Linked DNA regions of Mus musculus: all the other regions are linked to region 3. Evidence: chromatin contacts called from public HiChIP or PLAC-seq and promoter capture Hi-C data. All regions are on one chromosome and are shown on one strand. The core of a region is the stretch at or near the end of the contact, and the rest is flanking DNA. Distances in the headings are between cores, read along the strand shown. Region 1 holds the start of Zscan21 (zinc finger and SCAN domain containing 21). Region 2 holds the start of Zfp113 (zinc finger protein 113). Region 3 holds the start of Cyp3a13 (cytochrome P450, family 3, subfamily a, polypeptide 13).

Region 1 (2,985 bases), core at 164-2,663, 200 kb before region 3:
GCTCTTAACCACTGAGCCATCTCTCCAGCCCCTATCTAAAGGTTTAACTCAACTGACAAGATGGCTCAGTGGGTAACAAATGCAACCGACCTGCTGCCTGTTTTGAGACTGGTGTCCATGTAATGGAAGGGAAGCAGTCAACTATGCCAACTATCCTTTGACTCACACACACACACACACACACAGAGTAAAAAAATAAAAACCTAACTCTCGAAGTCTAGCAGCAGGCTTTTGGTCACTTCCCAATTTTTCCCTCCTTTATGCGAATTCTACAGTTTATAAGTCCCCCCCCCACACACACACACTCCCTTAATCAGCCTCAAATTCATTCTGTGCAAGACGAAGTGTAAACAAATCAAACTATCACAGATTGCATCAAATGAACAGCAATTATTACCTTGTAGTAGATAATGCCCTTAAGACACTCTGCACTTGGAAACTCCAAGCTGAAGTCGTGGTGGTGCATACCTGTAATTACAGCACTGAAGAGAACAGAGACAGGAGGATCACCAATTATACACCAGTGTAGGCCATACAGTAAGACCCCGTCTCAAACCGAGCAAACTAATTTTCAAAAAGCTTCCAGGCAGGCCAATAATTCTGAAGAGCATAACTACTGGGCAGATCTAGTAGCTCAGAGTGAGCCAAATTCTGCATCATTTCAATAGCCCTGAACCAATACTCAGTCTCTCTTCAGAAGCCTTCCACCACTTGAAAAACAATTTTCCTGTATTGATTTTGTTGTTGTTGTTCACAATTCTTTAAGTGTCCCCTTTCAACAGATTTCCAACTATGTCAGCCACCAAATAAATCAATCACCTTTCTATCCTATACGCGTTTTACAAACGATCGTCTAAAAATCTTTCCAGACTTGAGCAAATCCTTGTCCAGTGCGCACAAAGCCCACCGGGACCAATTCCCCGCCTGGACTGGACAAGACTCAAGACTGAGGAGATTCGGGTTTTCAGAGGTTTCTACACTTGGGCTTATTCTTAACAATTAGTTCTGAGTTTAGATCTCAGGGCTCTTGCTGGGGAAGAAAGAGGGCAGTTTCCGTCAGGTAACAGACAATAACGGAGAGACTAGAAATGCGATTCCGGAAGCAAAAGAATCAGGGTTTTGTTCCAGGGAGCCCTCGGGGGTGGAAAAGCCTTTCCTTAGAGCGGGCGCCGACGACGGCTGGGCGGGGCGCTCCTCCTCAATCTCCCAGAACCACCATGGAGGAACTCCCCGAACCAGAACCACAGTCGCTAAACCCGTCCCACCCTCTCGAAATCTTTTGGCCAACGCTCCCCGACCGCTAGGCTAACCTGGGACTCGCAGGCTCACCGTGACTCAGAACCGCTTTGGAGTCTGGAATCCTCACAGCGGCTGAACGACAGCACCACCGGAAGCGCGTCAGAGCCCCGCCCCTCTGGAGGGGGAGCAGCCGCCCCTCTAGGAATCCGAGCGTTGTCGGTATCCTGTTTCACCGGAGGCTGCGACTGTCCTGGTTGTGATCTGTTTCTCCCCCTATTTCTTTTTTTATTCTCATTCTCTCTTCCTACCCCCTCCCTTTTCTTTCTTTCGTTCATTCTTTTTTTGAGGGTGGGTGGTTTTTGGAGGGTTATGCGGCCCTGGCTGCCCTGAAACTCACTCAATAGACCAGGCTGGCCTCGAACTCAGGGATTTACTTGCCTCTGCCTCTCGAGTGCTGGGATTAAAAGCATGAGCCACCACTGCCTTGTTTTTGAGACAAACATGTCATTAGCCCTAGCTAGCCTGGAACTCTATGTATACCAGGCTGACCTCGAACTCTATAAACGATCCACTTGCCTCTAGATCAGTGAGTGAGTAAAGAGCTCATGCGTGAGGACCTACATTTGGATTTCCAGCACCACATAAAAAGACTATGGTACATCACATGCCTGTAATCCGAGTGCTGGGAGGACCCCTGCAGTCTGTTGTCTGGGCAGCCTAGCTCCAGATCAGTGACACCTTGTCTCAAAAACAAGGTAGAGAAGCAATTGAAGAAGACAGCTAACATTAACCTCTGGCCTTCACATGTTTGCAAACACACTGTGTACATGAGCACTGTAACAGTTAGGGTTCTCTAGAGTCACAGAACTAAGGGAATGTCTGTCTATACTGAGTGAATTTATTGTGATAACTTACAGTCTGTACCCCAGCAATGGTCCAAGAATCTAGTAGTTGCTCAGTCCCACGAAGCTAGGTGTTCCAGCTGGTCGTCTGTAGAAGTAGATTCCAACAGATGTGCTGGCAAGTAAGTGCAAGCAGCCGAAGAAGAGGGACTCTTCCTTCTTCCAATGTCCTTAAGCAAATCTCTAGCAGAAGGTGTGGCCCAGATTAAGTGTGTACCACCATGCCTGGCTCTTAGAACTCAGAGATCTCTTTGCCTTAGTTTCCTGGGCCTAAGTTTTTCTTTTTTGTTGTTCTTGTTTTGTTTTGTTTTTGTTTGTTTGTTTGTTTTTTGTTTTTTCAAGACAGAGTTTTTCTGTGTATCCCTGGCTGTCCTGGAACTCACTCTGTAGACCAGGCTGGCCTCGAACTAAGAAATCCACCTGCCTCTGCCTCCCAAGTGCTGGGATTAAAGGCATGAGCCACCATGCCCGGCATGGACCTAAGTTTCTCATGGCCACTATGCCTCAAGATCTCCATGCCAAGATCCAGGTCAGAATCTTCTTCCAGCCTCAAGATCTGGATCACAGGTGGATTGTAGTTCATTCCAGATAGAGTCAAGTTGACAACCAGGAATAGCCATTACAATCAAAAACACAGAGAACAATCTGCCTGAGTTCTTGTTTATGTATGAAGAAAGCAGTGTCTTGGCAGATCAGATCCAGTGTGTACTAGAGTGTAAATTGATAGCAAAGCTGAGACAAGATTTTGATTCTCTATTTGTGTATGCTTGTTCTACCACTATAGATTTTTCTTTCTGTGCTGGGGGAGGGGGGTAGAACCCAATGCCTTATGCAAGCTAGCACT
Region 2 (2,700 bases), core at 94-2,593, 230 kb before region 3:
GTACTGGCTGCTCTTCCAGAGGACCCAGATTCCATGCACTCATATGGCCACTCATTACCGTAACTCCAGTTCCAGAAGATGTGATGGCTTCATCTGACCTATATCTGAATCAGGTGTGTGTGTATGTGTGTGTGTATGCAGGAGAAAAACACTCATTAAAATACTAAATCTTCAAATAAATATTAAATCTATTAAAATAATTTTTTGTCTTGCTTTTTTTGAGACAGGGTTTCTCTATGTAGCCCTGGCTGTCTGGAACTCACTCTGTGACCAGCCTGGCCTCGAACTCAGAAATCTACCTGCCTCTGTCTCCCAAGTGCTGGGATTAAAGGCGTGCACCACCACTGCCTGGTTAAAATAAATCTTTTAAAAACTGAGTGCTGAGTGCTTTAAAAAAAAACCCATGGTGCTATTTTGGATATAATATCATTAGCACCAACATAAATTCCAAATTTTAAAAATATAACTATTATACTTATCAAGCAGTGGAGAAATCATGTTAAAAAGGTAATCCTTTTTTCTACTATAAGAAGTTTTGAAATAAAATATTTTCTTAATTAGTGAGAATGTTCAAAATAATTAAAGAAAAATTGATGAGTAAAAAAAAAAAAACAAAAAAACAAAAAAAAAAAAAAAACAAAAACGGGGGCTGGAGACATGGCTCAGTGGTTAAGAGCACTGACTGCTCTTCCGGAGGTCCTGTGTTCAAATCCCAGCAACCACATGGTGGCTCAAAACCATCTGTAACAAGACCTGACTCCCTCTTCTGGTATCTGAAGACAGCTACAGTGTACTTACATATAATAAATAAAATAAATCTTAAAAAAAAAAAAACCAGAAAAACAAAACAAAAACCAAAACCCATGGTGCACTTTTATTTATTTATTTTTTTGTTTGTTTGTTTTGTTTTGTATCATAGGCCAGGCTGGCCTCACAGAGATCTGCCTGACTGTGCTTCCCCAGCGCTGGGATTAAAGGCGTGCGCCATCACGACCAGCCAATGGTGCACATTTATATTAAAGGATTCTTCAAGTTTCATATATTTGCTATGGAGGTGATGGTGTACTCTCTCTCTTGCTATGGAGGTGATGGTGTACTCTCTCTCTCAGAGCCACTAGAACTTGTGCCCTGAATTTCCTGGACCTCCAACTTCTTCAGCTTACGCATCGTCCCTTCCCAACCTGGCCAGCAAGTGGCGCAGTCTGGTGCCCTTGTTTCCCAGCACCATCGAGAACAGCACCATCAGCGTACCATCGAGAGATGAAGACCTCCCATTTTCCTAGAGAGAGCAAGTGGGCATTTGTTGTCCTGGGTGGTGAGAAAGGACGACCCGGAAACGATATGGGGAGGGGCAGTTTCCGTTCTTTGTTCTGTTCTCCGTTGTGTGGGTCTGTAACAGGGTCCAACAGGACCTGTTTCGTGTCCGGCCCCCTAAGTCTTACGTCCCTGTCCCCAGGGTGAGTGGGGCCATCTCCCGGACTCGCGGTGAGGTGGAAGTTGTGGTCTCCGGGGAAGGGGGTTGGTGTTCACACGTCCGCGGCCCGCCGGGGTTCTGGGCCCACCTTCCTCCTGCAGTCGCTGTCCAGCTCCGCAACCCTAGCTGCAGGCGCGCAGCGTGATCCCGGGTGTCGCGTAATGGGACTCCGGGTCTGCTTTTGTGTCTCTTACCGTCCCCAGCCCCAGTGTTTAAAATTCCTAGCGTCGCTACGGAGGTCTCCCTCTCTTTAAAACAACTGATGACAGATTGCCACCCTAACTTGGTACTCTCAGCACACCGATTTCTGTGTGAGGGCAGGAGAAGGAAGTTTTTCCTTAATTGGATCGGAAAACCAGACAGTAGTTCTGGGTCGCAGTGAGAACTAGGGCTTGGGAGGAGGTGCGAACTCGGGTCCTCCGTAACCTCACCAAGATCTCATGTCCTATGGCTATGAATAGGGTTTTTTTGTTTTGTTTTTTGTTTTTTTTTTTAAGCTTACTGACTGATACCTTTTCGTGGACATGCTGGGGCCGGCTCCCTGCAGAAGTGGCCGAGTATGTCCAGTGCATTAGCTGGCTAAAACATTGAGAACCTAGTTGAACACAGAGAACCTTAGTCCATTTCAGCTCTCTTAGGGTGTACTGAAAAGACAGTATGTGATGGTCTTTGCTGGTAGTTCCTAGCACATTCCTTTACCCTCCGTACTTCTTAAGTACCTATATTAGACATAAACTGAACCCGATTTCCCCATTTTGACCCCTTAATCATACAGAACTGGTAGAACCTAAAACAGAAATTCTCAACCTTCCTCATGCTATGACCTTTTAATGCAGTTTCTCATGTGATGACCCCCAACCGTAAAGTTATTATTGTCACTACTTCATAACCGTATTTTTTTTGCTACTGATAAGAACAGTAATGTAAATATCTGTGTTTTCCAATAGTCTTAGGTAACCCCTGTGAAAGAGTCATTCAACTTTCAAAGGGGTCACGACCTACAAGTTTGAGAAACAATGACCTAATGTGAATTTCCAGGAATTAGCCAAATTGGCTTGCTCACATCTAATCCCAGCACAGAGGCAAATGAAGCAAGGCCAACTTGTCCTATACAGTGAATTCCAAGCTAGTCTGGGCTATAGCCTGATTCTTACCCAATAAAGAAAGACCAAACCAAACAAACAAAAACCTCAGAACTGCACAAAAGGTGCTAAGTTTCCAGTCAT
Region 3 (2,873 bases), core at 305-2,804:
TCTTGCACTTATTGAGAATTGTGTATATTGAACCAATCTTGCATCTGAGATGGTTTCCACTTGGTTATAATGTATAATCTTCTTAATGTGTTCTGTAATTCATCTTGCAAATATTTTGCCCAGAATTTTTGCTCTTACACCCATCAAATAAATTAGTCTGTAGTTTGCTTTTTATAGGTGTCTTTACACAGTTTTTGTACCAGGATAATATCAACTTCATAGAATGAATTTGGCAATGGACCTTCACTTTCTACATCATGGAACAAGGTAAGAGGAAGGGTATGAGATTGTTGGAGATCTGTTGGGTCCTGTGGCTTTCTTTGATGGGAAGATTTTGATTAGGATCTCATGGTTTGTAATCTATCTGGAGGAAGACATGCATTTAGAAATCCTTCTATTTCTTTCGGATTATCCAGATTTCCTGAGTACAGTTTTTCACAGCAGCCTCATGAACTTCTGGGTTTCTTTGGAGTCAGTTATAATGATACCTTTTCATCTCTAATTTTTAAAATTTGTGTCTTCCCCCTCTTTCTTTTTGTCAGATTACCTAAGGGTTTCTCTCTCTCTCTCTCTCTCTCTCTCTCTCTCTCTCTTTTTTGAAGAATCAGCTTGTTTTGGGTCATTTCATGTGTTTATTTGGGTGGATTTCAAGTTCTTGGCAATTAAAGCAGCTTAGGACAAAAGGACAGAAGGTTGTTTAGCTTTTTTCAAGTTGACACAAACCTAGTCATATCCAGGAAGAGGCAATCACAGTTCAGAAATTGCTTCCACCAGAATGGCCTGTAGGCACCTCTGTGGGGAAATATTTTTGATTAATGATTAATGTGAGAGGGCCCAGACCACAGTGGGTAGTGTCACCTCTAGGCAGGTGCTTCTGGGTTTGATAAGAAAGGAACCTGAAAGGCTGGAGAAAGGCTCAGTGGCTAAGAAAGCATTCTGTCCTCCCAGAGCACTTGAGTTAGTCCCAGGAAAAGAAAAAGAAAAGGAAAGGAAAGGAAAGGAAAGGAAAGGAAAGGAAAGGAAAGGAAAGGAAAAAAAGAAAGAAGGCTGAGCAAGCCATAAGGAGAAAGAAGGAAGCATTAGTTAGCTGTGGGCTCTGCTTCAGTTGCTGTCTTCAGATATGTACCTTGACTTTCTGTCCTAACTTTCCTTCATGATGGACTCTAAGTTGTAATACAAAATGAACCTTTTCCCCAAGTTGTTTTTGGTCATTCTGGTTTCTCTCTCTCTCTCTCTCTCTCTCTCTCTCTCTCCCACAATGACAGAAAGCGAACTAGGACAGAAATGCTATAGAATGCCAATGATTTCACCTGAGTTTCTGATAAGAAGCAATAACCTTTGTACTCAGTGATAATGATAACACTGGCCTCAGTTTTGGTCGATATTTCTTACCAAATGAATTCAAAGATTCAAGTGGGCACACCCATGATTCTTTGCCAACTGCTAGGGTGGAGAGTACACTTGACTCAGAACTGTAGGTCTGTTCATTGGCTGCAATTTCAGCCCCACCTCTTTCCCTGTACTTAAGTTCTTCAGGGTGGCTTTCCTGAGTCACAAACAGCTGGGCAGGGAAGGGAGCTCAGCAGGCTCAGCCCTGAAAGGTGCAGCACACAAAATTGAGAGTACAACTTGGAGAGAGACTTGTTTAAAGAAAACAGCAATGGACCTGATCCCAAACTTTTCCATGGAAACCTGGATGCTCCTGGCTACCAGCCTGGTCCTTCTCTACTTGTGAGTAAACTGCCCAGGCTCCTCTTCTTAGTGAGCAGGACTTGGGGGATGCAAGTCAGATAATTCTTTCCTTTACTGGCTTGGAAAATCCAAAGAGAATATGAAGGGGACATTGAGTGTGGGCTGTACAAAGAGTTAAGGTATTGCTTTTGGTCCTATGCAAATCCCTCCTATGGGGTAAGTAAGTATACATTCCTCTTCTACTAAACTCCAGTTTTTGTGGATAGGAGGTTTGAGTGACCTCAGTTAGACCTGGGTTATTCTCCAATTGAGTCTCACCTTTTCACCAGATTAACCACCCAGGGCTCAGTAAAGCAGGTTACAAGAAGCTGGTCACTGTGTTTGATGGAAGGCTTCTTCTTCAAGGTCTCAGGATTGTTGGTATTGTGGGGATGGGAAGAGCTTTTGTGTTGTCTTCACCTGTTTTCTCTGATGCAGGAAACGTGGAGTATTGTTATATGTACACATTCTGCTTCATTGTCCCACCTCTAGGACTATTTTAACAATGCCCCTAGTATATTACGTTTGATCATTTTATTTTTGTGAGTGTTTTGCCTGCATATATGCATGCATGTGTACTACATGAGTGCTTGGTGCCCATGGATGTCAGCAAAAGACGGTGTATCCCTTGGAACTGGAGTTACAGATGGCTGTGAGCCACCATGTGGATGCTGGGAATTGAACCCTGGTCCTCTGAAGAGCAAGAAGTGTTCTTAACCACTGAGCTACCTCTCTAGCTCCCATAAATGACGACTCTTCGGAGCAAAGAAGACCTGACTTTGATTCTTTCCCTTCACCATTTCCTGTCAAAGACCCTAGCATAAGTATAAGGAGTTCCTCCTTCCCTGCTATGAAATCTCCTGGCATCCTCAAAGGGCAGGAACTTTGAAACAGTTAGGATGCTAAATATTTTTCTCTAAGTTCCTCTGGTGAGCATCAGCGAAAACACCCATCTCAGGACTACCTTCTAATGAATGGACTCCTGTGTAGTAGTACAAGTGAGGGGAGGAGAAAGGTTATCTTGAGTTCCAAGATTAAAAGCATAGATGACTACCCCGCCCAGCTCATTCTACGGCAGTGGTTCTCAACTTGTGAAGTCTCAGTCCTTTGAGGGTCAATGGACCCTTTCACAAGAGTCACAT

Evidence for each region. HiChIP or PLAC-seq counts read pairs in DNA pulled down with a chosen protein or histone mark. Capture Hi-C pulls out chosen DNA fragments and counts their contacts.
Region 1: a contact with region 3 is called in an H3K4me3 HiChIP or PLAC-seq map of the SCID.adh cell line, with 13 read pairs. The contact joins the promoter of Zscan21 here to the promoter of Cyp3a13 in region 3. A contact is called at or near these places in 2 of 39 promoter capture datasets (both in liver), 9 of 115 datasets of contacts at active chromatin or transcription factors (the NIH/3T3 cell line, the SCID.adh cell line, embryonic stem cells and 1 more) and 1 of 9 other capture datasets (pancreatic islet).
Region 2: a contact with region 3 is called in a promoter capture Hi-C map of adipose tissue. The contact joins the promoter of Zfp113 here to the promoter of Cyp3a13 in region 3. A contact is called at or near these places in 2 of 39 promoter capture datasets (liver and macrophages), 2 of 484 Hi-C or Micro-C datasets (liver and nephron progenitors), 5 of 115 datasets of contacts at active chromatin or transcription factors (bone marrow-derived macrophages, embryonic stem cells and stem cell-derived neural progenitor cells) and 2 of 9 other capture datasets (adipose tissue and liver).

Annotation. Positions count from the first base shown.
Region 1 is chr5:138,115,333-138,118,317 of GRCm38.p6, reverse strand. Zscan21 (zinc finger and SCAN domain containing 21) reads right to left here and starts at 1,413. Exons shown (of 5, transcript NM_011757.3): 1 at 1,311-1,413; 2 at 398-482.
Region 2 is chr5:138,154,387-138,157,086 of GRCm38.p6, reverse strand. It overlaps Zfp113 (zinc finger protein 113), which reads left to right and starts at 1,343. Exons shown (of 5, transcript NM_019747.4): 1 at 1,343-1,457.
Region 3 is chr5:137,920,300-137,923,172 of GRCm38.p6, reverse strand. Cyp3a13 (cytochrome P450, family 3, subfamily a, polypeptide 13) reads left to right here and starts at 1,554. Exons shown (of 13, transcript NM_007819.4): 1 at 1,554-1,731. The coding sequence starts at 1,661.